Regions from separate parts of the Bos taurus genome. Here region 1 is linked to region 2. The links are chromatin contacts, called in public Hi-C maps. All regions are on one chromosome and are shown on one strand. The core of a region is the stretch at or near the end of the contact, and the rest is flanking DNA. Distances in the headings are between cores, read along the strand shown.

Region 1 (4,450 bases), core at 1,685-4,184, 89 kb after region 2:
TCCAGGCTGTTTACCCTGTGAGGGGCGCCCTGAGTGGGTGGAGGGTAGAGGGGTGTGCCTGCCTGTGCACTTGTGCTCCATGGCCCCGTGTTGTAATTGGTGGGAATTGTCCATATCCCCAGCACCATCAGTCTGGCCAGGGCAGGCCCTCAACACCTGTTTGCTAAGCTAAAGGAAGAACAAAGGTGTGAATTCATGCCATGCTCTTGTCTGAAAAATAGCAGGGAAAGCACACTTGACAAGGCTTTTGCACTGAATGTTGTGAATATATTATAACGCTGAGATGTAATTTTTTCCCCCCACATCTCAGTATTTCTGAAATGACAGATACCTTAGTCAGTGGACTGTGGTAGGTGAAGACACCGCCCCTGGAGCTGGACTACTTGGGCCTGAATCCCAGGGCTACCACTCACACACTTGTGAGATTCTGGGCATTTTACTTAATCGTTTTGTGCCTCAGTTTTAACAGCAGTTTGTTCCTCTACTTCCTGGTGTTGTCGTGAGAGTTTAATGGATTAATATATGTGCAGTGCTGGCTCAGATGGTAAAGCGTCTGTCTACAATGCGGGAGACCCGGATTCGATCCCTGGGTCGGGAAGATCCCCTGGGGAAGGAAATGGCAATCCACTCCAGTACTATTGCCTGGAAAATTCCATGGACAGAGGAGCTTGGTAGGCTACAGTCCATGGGATTGCAAAGAGTTAGACACGACTGAGCGACTTCACTTTCCTTTCACTTTAGAATATCACCAGGCACATAATAAATAGTAAGAGATATGAGTAGTAGCTGTTAGCAGCACCATTAAAGGCGACATAGACATTCACTATATTGCTGTTTTCTTTTAACCCTGAAAAGCTGTTTTAATCCATGGAGCACAGCTTACATGGCTAAGCATCCCATGTCAGTAGCTGCAGACTGGCCGCATTCTGTGTGCTGAGGTTGAATGCCCTCTCTTCCCGCACCAGTTTCTGGTTTGCTGCAGGAGAACATGCAGAGTGCACAGTATGCTGACAGGAAACCAGCAGGCTTTGTTTTTTCTTCTTAATATAGCAAAAGAGAAAGAGGGGAAACCCAGATAAGGCTCATTTTAGAACTTCTCCAAAGCTTAGACTGGTAATAAGTCTTAGCTGTGTAAAACTATCAACCAAAGAAAATTGTATTTGAGAAAGTGATTATGTATCCATTAATTCATTCACTGCACTAAGCAGCTTGTCGGATTTTAGTTCCCTGACCAGGGATTGAACTCAGGCTCTTGGCAGTGAGAGCCTGGAGGCTTACCCACTGGACCACCAGGGGAATTCCCTGAAAAAGTTCTTCTAATGTAGTTTTTGTCTGATTGCAGGGCAGCCTTCCTTAGATGGTTTTCAAGGAAACTGGGCTATGAAGTGGCAAAGGTAATGACTGTTCTGGGGCCTAGCTCCCCATCTGGTGCCTCCCGGTGTCCTCAGGTTAGACAGTAGATGGATGTCTCTCCCCAAATAGTTGTGGGTTCCCCTGGTCCTCACTCTTCACTTGTGGCTGGCTGCAAGACCACGTCAGGGATGTGGTGGCTCTTCTCTGAATTGCTTAAGACTTTTCCTCCCGTCTCATGCTCAGTTGAGAAACGATAGCCGTGTAGGAAGCTGTGCATGACTCCTGCTCACTGCCACACCCTGTTGAGCTCTCCTTCACGTTAAGCAAGATCTGACTAATGCATTCTTTGGAGATGCTCTGCCTGTTTTCATCCTGAGACTAAATGTTTTTTTCCCAGATCACACTACTGTAATTGAGTTTACCCTCCACTTTGAGAAATATCCTTACCTACCAGAGAGCACAGCCGAGACTCCCACGGCATTGGAGGACACTGATTTGGAGTTTTGGTACCCTTTCCTTAGTTGAACAAAACAGTATATGAGTAAACAATATAGGGATGATCTGAAACTTTTTTTAATTCGATTTATCTAAACCCTGAGTTTGATATTTCTGTGTAGAACTGGTCAACTTTAGCCTTGTCAGAGGGTGTGTTCAATGACCATTTCCCAGAAAGAGTATCTACATGAGGAACTTCCTCCAACAGGCCTTCTTCTGAACCTTCAGGATTCATTTACCTTCAGGTTGCAGAAATGATAGGCAGGCAGCTGTTCTTACTCTCCATCGCCTAGAAAGTGGAGGAGCAGACAGTGGGAATGTGTTCATCTTGACTCAGGTTGGTTAGCAGAGACACTCGGACACTCGCTGATCTGAGTCCAGTGCAGTGGGTTTGGTGCACTGAACTTGCTGAGCTGGCTCCTCTCCATCTCTTCATTCAGCCCGAAAGTCATGGCCAGTTTCCTTATCCAGGGGGTGGGCCATTTCTCAAAATATGAAAGAAAGCAGCCAGTGACTGCTCAGGCCCGCTTGTAGGCTTACAAGACCAGCTATTGCCACAAAGGGAGAAGCTTCCTGTTTACCAGCCGGCGTGAGACAAAGTGGTTGTGCTTCCTGGCTGTGTGGGACTTGGCACGTGGGCCACATTCTGTCCATCAGGACGGCAGGGCTGAATGCCTGCTCTGTGCTCAGCCCTTGCCCCTGTGGCCCCGGTCCTGGATGCAGGCCACCCTCCGGAGGGCACTTTCACTTGGACTCCAGAACTGGCCCTGGCCTTCTGAAAGGGAAGGCGGCCTTGCCTCCTTGCTGGCTTCCTCCGTAGCTTTCCCTTCCCCATGGGGCCCAGTCCAGGCAGAACCCTTGGCACGAACCTGAATCTCACCATAAATTCACATCTTTTGTTCCTAAGTCTCTAGGAAGCAGGATGTCAATGCCTCTGGGGAAACAGGTCTTTTTCGCCGGAGTGGCAGCTAGTGGGAGCTGCGCCATCCTGTACTACCTGGTCCAGAGTAAGTATCCGGTGAAGCGCCCACGGCAAGGCCGCCTCCTAGTTCTCTTGGCCCTTTCCTCCATCAAAGGAAATACTTCAGATGCTTTCAGCAGATTAGAGACAGACGGAAAGGGCTATTTTGAGCAGCCAGTATACCATTCCATTGGCTATAGCTTCCTTCTCATCCTGTAATCCCAGTTTTCCCAGGAGCCACAAGAACAAATAAAAGGAACAGGACTCATTTGCGTAAGAAGCCTTGAAAAAGCAAGATGGGCTTTCACCCCTGTGCACACACAGGGGATCCATCAAGATTTCTGAGATTATGTAAAGAACAAAGGAAAGGGGGCTACCAGATGGTTCCCAGGTGTGGCTTTCTCCAGTGTCCTCAGCCTGTTCACCCTGCCATTCTCTGCTGTTCAGTTAGTGGCAGGCGGGACACCTTGAGCTGGGGACTGGGGCAGGAGCAGAAGATAAAAGCAGAGTCCAGGCTGGCAAAATCCTGACAGATGCGGCTTTCAGCCCCATTGCACCTAAATTTGAATTTGTAAAGATAGACCACGATCATTGGGAGCAGCTGAGACATTTAAGGGCATTTCAGTGCTACTGGTTGCGAAGCAGCAGCAGAAAGACTGACTTTCTTTGAAGATCTTTTATGCCTGCCCGGCTTGGCTCCTCACCCTGTTACTTCCTGCCCTGACGTGAGCATCACTCACAGCCAGGCAGATAGCCTCAGCCCCCTCCACCCGTTCTTCCCCACCTTCCTTCAGGGCTGACCCAGAGGTCTCTGGGTCTAGAGTTGGCCAGAGATGAGCATTCCCAGGGATAATTCAGACTGGAATAGCTCAGCACCACTGCCCCTCTGCCAGAGCAACGGAGGCAGAATGTGACAGGAATGAATACATTTTCAGGTTGAGGGCCTGGCAGCTTTTCCTTCTGAGGGAGCTGGGGTCAGCTGATAGTGATAGTCCAGTGGGCTCTGCGACCAACTGCCTGGGTTGAATCACAACTCCCAGCTCTGGCCTAGCTGTGTGATCTTATGGGGGAGTCTGTTTTCTTCCTGGGCCTGAGTTATCTATGTGATGAGGGGTAATATTTAGGGCCTCCGTGTGAGGTTGTTGTAAAAATTAAATCAGTCTCACAACTTGTGGGATACGGAGGAATTGCTCAGGGAAGGTGGTCTGGATGCCGCCTCTGCTCCGTTTGTCATGGCTGCGACCTCGTTCACGCCTGCAGCCCTCTCCTGGGAGGCCATCCTGGAAGGGCATTCTCCTTGACCTCTCCAGGCTCAAGCTGCCTTTCCCGTCCATTACTGTGATTTGGCCTACAAGTCTTTCTTGTTGCCACCTGACAACCATACTTGAGAAGCTTAGCTTCCTTTGGTCTCTCCCTGGGGAGGCTTGTCGTACCTGATGCTTTCAGGGAAGTGCTTCCTGGAGTTACCAGTAGTCTTTGGACCAAGGATACCTGAGGCTGAGAGCAGTTTATCTACATGAAATGTTGGCATAAATCTGTAAACTTGACAAGTTAGCATTTTCATGTCCTATTACTTGGCCTAAGGGTTTTGTTTTTGGTGGTGCAGTCTCTCTATATTTTGCTGGTTTATCAGGACCTTCC
Region 2 (4,056 bases), core at 670-3,169:
CTACCCAAACTTATGTCCATTGAGTCGGTGATGCCATCTGGATGCCATCCTGCCATCTCATCCTCTGTCGTCCCCTTCTCCTCCTGCCTTCAATCTTTCCCAGTGCTAGGGTCTTTTCCAATGGGTCAGTTCTTCTCATCAGGTGGCCAAAGTATTGGAGTTTCAGCTTCAACATCAGTCCTTCCAATGAATATTCAGGACTGATTTCCTTCAGGATGGACTGGTTGGATCTCCTTGCAGTCCAAGGGACTCTCAAGAGTCTTCTCCAACACCATAGCTCAAAAGCATACAAGTTTAGAATTGTTAAATTTTCTTGATGATCTAACCTCGTTATCATTATAAAATGTCCCCATTTTCAACAACCAACATATTTGAGCAGGTACAATTTTTTATAACAGATATAAGTTTTATATATAAAACTATAGTAGATCCATGCAATTCCCCGTTAAAAAACATATAGAGGAAGCATAGACTTTGGATTAAAGATGATGTTTTGGTAAAGATTACAAAGAACTTTTCCAGGTTTAAAACTGAAAGTTTTACTGTAAAATTTCTTGTAAACAAACTAGTCAGGACTCAGTTTCATGATGACAGTATGTAAGATAAGGAAGAAAAGACATTCATTCCAACCTACCTAATGCTAATTTTATTAGTCTTTGAGGTAAATATTGTCTAGTTTACACTTAACTTTTATGATAAGATGTAATGGCCTGCTCAATTGTTTTCTCAAAGTAGCTGTGTCAAAATGTCCCCATTTTTTTCTTCTTTCTTTTTAATATTAATTTTCTCTTCTACTTGTATCATTTCTAGGTTTCTGTCTTTGAGCTTTACTAATTCTCTTTTCCGTATGGTCTGCTCTGTTTCTCTCTGGCCTTTATCAGTTTCTTTTGATTAAAGAATCCAAGGGCCTGGGTGGTAGGTAACACTTGAACTTCAAACTTGTCATTAAAGGATGACGTTAATAGTAGCGATGATGACAATGAAATAATCAAGATGAAAATAATAATAACTAGCATTTATTGAACACTTACATACTGCCAGACGAGTCTGATAGGTTTACTAAGTAATTACTAGTACTAATGCTGGAGAAGGCAATGGCACCCCACTCCAGTACTCCTGCCTGGAAAATCCCATGGACGGAGGAGCCTGGTAGGCTGCAGTCCATGGGGTCACCGAGGGTCGGACACGACTGAGCGACTTCACTTTCACTTTTCACTTTCATGCATTGGAGAAGGAAATGGCAACCCACTCCAATGTTCTTGCCTGGAGAATCCCAGGGATGGGGGAGCCTGGTGGGCCGACTTCTATGGGGTCACACAGAATCGGACACGACTGAAGTGACTTAGCAGTAGCAGCAGTACCAATGCACTTTGCTACTAAACTCCATGAGAACCGAGACCATTACATTTTTTCTTAACAATCCATTCCCTGGAGCACAGTAAGAATTTAATAAATATTTAATGAATAAAAAAATTAGCGTTAAGTTCCTCAGTCGAATCGGCAAGATGGACTTCAGTGCCAGAGCGGGGCTGATGGCCCGTGGTTTCGCATCCTTGGAGGTCAATTGAAGCGCCAGATCCCTGCGAGGAGCAATAGGAACCAGTGGTTTTAAATTTTCTAGGCAACCGCTGATGGATTGACAGTATGTTGGGGCCTAATGGTGTGCACAAAACAAAAAGCTGAGATTTGAGAAGACAAATGCCCTTCTCGCGCTCGACAAGCTTCTGAGAAGCCGGGCAGCCGAACCAATTTCAGCCTGAGATACCGCCGCTTTAGCGCCGTGATTTTGCAATCATTCAACTGCTCTAGTGCGTCCTGACTGCTCTAGCCCCTAGAGGAGGTGACGTCGGAAGTCTCGACTGCTCCTCGCGGGGCGTGTCCACCCGCCGGCGTTTGCCCCACCCACCCCCACACGCTCCACTTCCGGAAGGGCCTGTCGCGCTCTCTGTGGCTAGGTGTTTCTACGCCTGACAGGTTAACGTCCACGCGGGAGAAAAGAGTCGGGTCAGTCCTACTCCAAAAGCATCTGTTCCCGTCGTTCTGGAGACCGCTTTTGCGCGAGGGGCGAACTGTTTCTAGGGCAGCACGTCAGGGGCCACCTCCTTGTTGTTGCTGGGTCGCGACCTCCTGGAGCTGCGTAATTGGGGGACCCGTGGTGGGCTAATCTTGACCTTGCCTCGTGGTCCTTGGTGAGCATTTCCAGGAGCACATTTGTGATGAGGTGGAACTGTGCACTTTGTCGGTGTTCCCAGGTTACAACAGTTTGAGAGAGGCCCTGCCTAGATGATTGTGTAAAAGAATACTCTGGCTCGGTGGTCATGATAATTCGTCTCCATCACAGCTGAGCTCCATAAGGGGGCTGACCGTAGAAGTGATTTTCAGCGTTTAAGTGATTTTTGGGTGTTTGTATAAGCGTGCGTATGCATGTTTGTCAGTCTGTGCGTGTGTGGAAAGGGCTGTAATTTAGAAAATCCACAAGTATTATATTTTGCTACTTTTCCTGGTCTCTTCCCCTCATTCCTCTTTATTCTCACCTGAGGGGCATTGCTGTCCTTCACCTTTGGACATAAACAACTCTCTACTTGAACTTACACATTTAAAACACAGATCTGACTGTTAATCCTCTACTTAAAACCTTACTGGCCTTCCCATTGATTCAGGATAGTACAAATTCCTTTGGGTGGATTGAAGACACTTCAAAGTCTTGTTTATGATGAATTTTTCAGTCTCATCTCCTTTCATGGGAAACACACGAACACATACGTGCTGTATGTCCCTGTCATGCCATCCTGCAGTAATTTCATCTCTTTGGCTATGATAGTGTTTTATAATGGTTTACCCACGTTTAGAAATTTACTTTTCCATTCAGTCAGAATTTAGTGATTTCATGGTTATTGCCAGACACTGTTTTAGGAACTGGGGGGAAAATGGAGTTAAAATTGGGGAGAAAAAGCCCAACCTGCAGTCCTTTTGAAAAATAACAGCTTGATTGAAATATAGTTCACACACCATGGAATTTTTAAATACACATTGCTTTTTAGTGCATTCACAAAGTTGTACAACTGACAACCACGGTTTTAAAACATTTTCATCGCCCCTGAAAGAAACCTTGTACCCATTAGCAGTCTCCCTTGAGTTCCTTCTTACCCTACCCCACTTGTAGCTCTAAGGAACTACTAATCTGCTGAATATATAAATATATTTGTCAATTCTGGACAATTCTAGAATAGGCTGATAAATAATAAACCATGTGGTCTTCTTTCGCTTAACATGTTGAAGTGTATCAGCACTTCATTTCTTTTTATTGCTAAATATTGTTTCACTGTGTGGATAAACCACCAGTTACTTATCCATTGGTCCTGTTGATGGGTATTTCAGTTGTTTTGGTTATCCTAAATAATGCTGCTATGAACGTTGGTGTACGCATTTTTTTTGTGTGAGCATAATGATTTCATTTCTCTTGGCTATGTACGTAAGAGTAGGATTCCTGGGTCATATGGTAATTCTACATTTAACATTTTGAAGAACTACCAGACTTTTTTTTTTTTTTTTAAAAGCAGCAGCTGCTGCTGCTGCTGCTGCTAAGTCTCTTCAGTCGTCTCCGACTCTGTGCGACCCCATAGACGGTAGCCCACCAGGCTCCTCCGTCCCTGGGATTCTCCAGGCAAGAACACTGGAGTGGGTTGCCATTTCCTTCTCCAATGCATGAAAGTGAAAAGTGAAAGTGAAGTCGCTCAGTCGTGTCCGACTCTTAGCGACCCCATGGACTGCAGCCCACCAGGCTCCTCCATCCATGGGATTTTCCAGGCAAGAGTACTGGAGTGGGGTGCCATTGTCTTCTCCGAATTTAAAGCAGCTTCACCATTTTATATTCCTATAAGCAGTGTATAAAGGTTCTGATTTCTTCACATCCTTGCCAACGCTTATTATCTTTTTAATTTTTTTTATAATTCTAGCTGTCCTAGTGGGTGTGAAGCATTGTCTCGTTGTGGTTTTGATTTGTATTTCCCTGATGGCTAATGTTGAGCATCTTTTTGTGTGCTATTGGCCACGTGT

What was found. Hi-C and Micro-C count contacts between places; a contact is called where the count stands out from the background.
Region 1: a contact with region 2 is called in a Hi-C map of liver, with 1.5 times the contacts expected there. The contact joins the enhancer-like site here to the promoter of COA1 in region 2. A contact is called at or near these places in 2 of 11 Hi-C or Micro-C datasets (liver and an unstated tissue).

What each region holds. Positions count from the first base shown.
Region 1 is chr4:77,457,792-77,462,241 of ARS-UCD2.0, forward strand. COA1 (cytochrome c oxidase assembly factor 1) reads left to right here. Exons shown (of 6, transcript NM_001034256.2): 3 at 2,756-2,855. The coding sequence starts at 2,771. Among named protein-coding and RNA genes, the nearest start is that of STK17A, 55 kb to the right of the region's middle. Within about 2 kb of position 2,935, at least 57 of the 102 cell types and tissues checked have an H3K27ac peak or open chromatin away from gene starts, as enhancers often do. A contact at or near this core is called in liver, where this site is marked.
Region 2 is chr4:77,369,345-77,373,400 of ARS-UCD2.0, forward strand. COA1 (cytochrome c oxidase assembly factor 1) reads left to right here and starts at 1,920. Exons shown (of 6, transcript NM_001034256.2): 1 at 1,920-1,974.